Linked DNA regions of Athene noctua: region 2 is linked to region 1. Evidence: chromatin contacts called from public Hi-C data. All regions are on one chromosome and are shown on one strand. Each heading gives the region's core, a stretch centred on a gene start, on an enhancer-like site or on the middle of the called end of the contact. The rest is flanking DNA. Distances are from core to core; before and after follow the strand shown.

Region 1 (2,573 bases), core at 20-2,519:
CGCACGCTGACACGCGTGTGCGCAGCCCCAGCCGGGGGCTGAGCCCCCAGAGCCGTGCGGCGAGGGGGAGGCGATGGTTCTGCAGCGCTCGCTGGTTTTATTTCTGCCGGTGGCTGCGCGCAGGCAGCCTCGGCGCGGCCGCTGTGACTCACGCAGGCACCTGGGGACGGCTGCAGAGAGCCGCGGCCTCCCCCAGCGAGGCGGCCACGGGGGCCAGCTGGGGCCACGGGACCACCACGGGGTCAAGGCTTGGCAACCTCGCTGAGCGCTGGGGCACAGCCACAAGGACCGAGGGCAAGCGCAGCGGCACCGTGTGCTGGCAGAGGGTCATTTTAAGCAGCTGCCAGGTTCTGTGTGTGTGTGTGTGTGAGTTCTCCTGGCACAGCTGCTCTGGGTCCCCCCTCGCAGGCTGGGGGGGGTGGGGGGGCAGCTCAACCCTGCCTGGCCCGGGGGGGGTCCCGAGGGGCACCAGGGAGGGTTTGGACCTGCCCGGGCGCTGCGCTGGGGGCTTCATCGAGGGGGGGTGTGCAGGGATGAGCCAGCGGGGGGGGTGCTGCAGTGTGGGGGTGCTGCAGCGTGGGGGGGTGCTGCAGCGTGCAGAGATGCTCCAGTTCAAGGATGCTGCGGTTTGTGGGGATACTCCGGGGTGCCGGGATGCTCAGGGATGCTGGAGCACGCTGGAATTCTGGGATGCGCAGGGATGCCGGGATGCGCTGGGATGCGCAGGGATGCCGGAGCAGGCCGGGATGCCGGGACGCGCAGGGAAGCCGGGACGCGCAGGGATGCCGGGACGCGCAGGGATGCGCAGGGATGCCGGGACGCGCAGGGAAGCCGGAGCAGGCCGGGCTCCTCTCACCCCCGCGCTCCGCCCCCCCGCAGCCTCCCGCCGCCGCTCCCAGCCGCGCTCCGCCAGTGCCACCTACAGAGCCGGCCCGGGAGGGCACCGGCCGCCCCAGCCCCGCGCCCCGCGAGCCCCCCTGGAGCCGGGCTTTGGAGGTGGGGGGGCGTACCCCGACTCCAGGGCCGTGCAGGGGCCGTCAGAGCGGCTGTGGGGGGCGACACCTTGGCGGGGGGGGTGTGTGTGTGTGAATCACAGGGGGACGGCACCCAGGGTGCTGGGTCGGGGGCGCTGCATGGGGGGACCCCGGGGTGCTGCATGTCGTCCCCCCACCTCGTCGGGGGGGCTGCGGGCGGCGGGTACAGGGAGCTCCGGCCCGCCGGGCTCCAGGGGAGGGCGGAGCGCTGCGGCGGGGCCGGGGGGGCGGGGGGAGGCGTTCCCGGACGCCGAGGCCCGGGGAAGGAGCTCCGCCGCTTCCTGCGCCGGGCGGGCGGTGAGTGGCGGCGGCCGGAGGGGACGGGGATGGGCGCGGGGACGGGAACCGGGGGTGCCCCGGTGCTGCCGGTCTCTTTCAGTGCTGCCCGGGGGTCCCTAATGCTGCTCAGGGGTCTCCAGTGCTGTCTGGGGGTTCCCAGTGCTCTCCGGGGGTCCCCAATGCTGCTCGGGGGTCCCCAGTGCTGCCCGGGGGTCCCCAATGCTGCTCGGGGGTCCCCAGTGCTGGTCGGATGTCTCTAATGCTGTCCGGGGGTCCCCAGGGCTGTCCTGGGATCCCCAATGCTGCTCAAGGATCCCTAGTGCTTCTCGGGGGTCCCCAGTGCTGCCCAGTGGGTGCCCCCAGTAACACCGGGGTGTCCCTAAGGCTTCTCAGGGATCCTCAGTGCTGTCCAGGTGCCCCCAATGCTGCCCAGGGGTCCCCAATGCTGCTCAAGTGTCCCCAATATTGCTTGGGGGTCCCCAATGCTGCCAGAGTGCCCCCAGTGCTGTCTGGGTGCCCCCAATGTTGCCTGGTGGTCTCTAGTGCTGTCCAGGGGTCTCCATTGCTTCTCGCGTTGCCCCCAGTACTGTCCAGGGGTCCCCAGTACTGTTCGGGGGTCTCCAGTGCTGCCCGGGTGTCCCTGTTGCTGGGTGACTCCGGTTTTTGGCCCTGGCTGACCCCGTCTCTCCGCAGGCAGCGATGCCCGTGGAGCCCCTGGTCTGCGCCGACACGGCCACGCGGTGAGTCCCGGCCCCCCCAGGGGACAGCGGGCAGTGGGGTGCTGCGGCCACCCACCCCCCTGCCCCGCAGCGGGTCCCTCCTGGGTGTCACACGCCGTCCCCTGGCCCTGCGGGGGACATGCGTCCCATCGCTGAGGCTGTCCCCGTCGTGTCCCCGGGATGGTGGCGCGTGTCCCCGCAGGGTGAGCTCTGTGCTTAACCGGGACGTGAAGCAGTTTGGGAAGAAGCACATGTTCGACGCGAGCGAGGAGACGTGCTGGAACTCGGACCAGGTTGGGGGGACGAGGACAGGGGAAGCCAGAGGGGTGGGCTGGGGGCCGTGGGCTGGGGACACCCCGCTGTCCCCGCTGTGACGGAGCCCCGCTGTCACTCCTGCCTCCAGGGCATGTGCCAGTGGGTCACCCTGGACTTCCCCCGCACCGTCAAGGTCTCGCAGCTCCACATCCAGTTCCAGGGGGGGTTCTCCAGCCGGCTGTGCACGCTGGAAGGTGAGGACCTGGTTTAGGGGCACGGGGGTCCC
Region 2 (2,573 bases), core at 25-2,524, 150 kb before region 1:
TGTGCACGCACCGGCAAGCGTGAAGAAAAAAGTGTGAACCCACTGGCAAATGTGCACCAAGAGCGCAGCACGGGCCAGCACCCAACGGTAAGTGTGCACTAAAAAACGTGCACCAAGTAGCAAGAATGTACCCAAAAGTGTGCATCCACCAGCAAGCGTGCACCGGGCCTGCACCCATGGTTAATTGTGCACCGGCAAGTGGGCGCCAAAAAGTGTGAATCGACCAGCAAGCGTGCACCAAGAGTGCAGCCACGGTTAATCGTGCACCAGCAAGTTCACACCAAAACGCGTGAACCCACTGGCAAACGTGCACCGAGCGTACAGCCGCCGGCAAGCACGCGGCGGTAAGTGTGCACCGAAGAGCCTGCACCCACCGGCAGACACGCAGCAAAAAAAGTGCAAGCGTGCACCACGAATGCTGCTCACGCTGGAGCGTGCGCTCACCAGTGACCAGGCCCTGGGCAGCGTGTCCCCTCCCCACAGCCCCCTGCACCCCAAATCCCGGCTGTGCTCTGTCCACACCCCCCCCCCCAGCCCCAAGACCCCCCGCAGCCAGCACCCACCGTTTTACCTGCGCACCCCCCCCGGCGCGGGGACCCCCGCAGCACCCCGCACCCCCCGGGGTGGATTTTCCCGTCCCCCCCCCCGGCGCTCTCAGCCCTCGGACGCTCCAGATCAAGGTCACTCTTGTCTTAAGCCCTAATCGGCGGCTCTAATCCCCCCGGCTGCCGCCGGGAATTAATAACTTTGCAGATGGGGGGGCCCGGATGGGGGGGGTGGGGTGTAAAGGGCACCCTGGGGAGGGGGGACACGGGGAAGGGCGAGCCCGGGGGTGCCCGTGGTCCTTGGGGGGTGCCGCAGCAAGACGCAGGAGTCTCCGGCTCCTCGCCCCATCCTGAGTGATCCTCGAGGGGGGGGTCGTTATGCCAACACCCCCAGAGCCGGGGTCTTCCTGTGCATCACCGACTCGCTCGGCTCCCCCGGTACCGACCCGTTTCGTTACGACCGAATTTTCGGGAGAATCGAGCTGAGATGTGGGCAAAGACCCTCGTGGGGAAGGAGCGGCCGCGAGCCGAGCGCGGGCTCCGGGCCTCGTCCTGCCCCCGCGGTTGTTGGCCGAGGTGGGACCTGAACCCGACGGGGACTCGGGATTCTCACCGGTGTCCCCCGGGGAAACTCACCTGGAGGGAAAAGCCCGGGGGTCACCCCCCACCCCGCTCCAAGCGCCTGGAACCAGCCGCACCTCCAGGCAAAACCACAAATCCAGGGCTCCGGCAGCGTCTTGGCCCAGTGACAAAACAAAGCCTGGTCCCTCGCTCGGTGCCCAGAGCACGGAGCAAACCTCACCCACCCCCGGTGCCAAGGTTCAAGCTGCCGCTTCCCCCCGGGGGGGGGGGGTGTCCCCGCTCCCCAGCCCCGTTCCCACGCCGGGGGCCGTTTCCCCACCCTCCGTGTGGTCCCTTCATCCCCATCACTGGCCCCAGGGTCGGCCCCGTTCCCCCCAGACTCTGAGGATGCTCCAGAGAAGAGGCTGCACCCCCGGGGGGGGCCACCCCGGCTCCCCCCCATGCCTGGGCTGACGGACAGCTCCCGCTCCCTTTGTTTTCCCGGCCCTGAGAAGACAGAAAGCGATCGGGTGGCTCGCGATTAAGCTCACGGAGCTAATGAGCCAAGAAAATGAAGGTGTGGAGGGCATGGGGAGGCAGTAGGTTGTTTTTTTTTTTTTCGGTGGGGGAGGATGTAAGGTAAGTGGGAAATCACCCAGGGCAGGACTTGGACCGGCTCGGGGCTCTGCAGGTGCCCCAGCCCCACCACACGCAGCAGGAGAAACCCCCCAAAGCCACATCTGGGGGACGGGGGTTTATGGTTTGGGGGTGGATTAAGGGCGCAGGATAAGGGGAATAGGAAGAAATTCAGCCCCGTTTCTCAGCAGACAGGGGTTTGTTTCTGGGTTTGGAGTGTTTTAACGCTTACCTGGGGATTTTTTCTGCTGGCAAATTATCCTAAAGGAGCCGGCGTGACTGTGGCAGGACACCTACGCGCGTTCCCTGCTCCAGCCTGGCTGTGTGCGGGGAGGGAGAAGAAAAGCAGGAGAGATCAGTCAGCTCGTTTACAAAGACAAAACCCCCGTCCCTCGTCCCTTCCACCTCGGAAGCCAAATTTCTGCGTTTAACTCCGACCAGGTTTGGTGGCTTTGCAGGACCCCCCGGGCTGGGGGTTCCCGGGCTGGAGTGGGGGAGCTCGGGGCTGAGGGAGGCTCCATCCACGGGGATGCACCAACAAAAAAAAACCTTTTTGGAGAAGGGGGCTGAGTCCCGGGGGCTGCCCCGGGAGGTGTGTGCCCCCCCCTCCCGAGCTCAGGCGATGGGCGCAGTGCTGAGTGCTGGGCCTGGGGGTTGCATAAATGGGATTATTTCTGCCTCGTAGCGGGAAGGAACACGTTTGATGAGGTTTCTGTCTGTCAACTTCACCCCATAAACCCTCGATTTACCCTCCTCTAGGGCTGTTGACTCAAACCCTCGCAAATCCCATCAAACAGCTCCATCCGGCCACGCGGAGACGCGGGCGAAGCT

Evidence for each region. A called contact is a pair of places that touch in the nucleus more often than the background predicts.
Region 2: a contact with region 1 is called in a Hi-C map of liver, with 3 times the contacts expected there. The contact joins the promoter of NDUFA13 here to the promoter of NR2C2AP in region 1.

Annotation. Positions count from the first base shown.
Region 1 is chr27:6,687,377-6,689,949 of bAthNoc1.hap1.1, reverse strand. It overlaps NR2C2AP (nuclear receptor 2C2 associated protein), which reads left to right and starts at 1,269. Exons shown (of 6, transcript XM_074928023.1): 1 at 1,269-1,331; 2 at 2,007-2,053; 3 at 2,235-2,325; 4 at 2,436-2,541. The coding sequence starts at 2,013.
Region 2 is chr27:6,839,092-6,841,664 of bAthNoc1.hap1.1, reverse strand. It overlaps NDUFA13 (NADH:ubiquinone oxidoreductase subunit A13), which reads right to left and starts at 1,274. Exons shown (of 6, transcript XM_074928133.1): 1 at 1,182-1,274.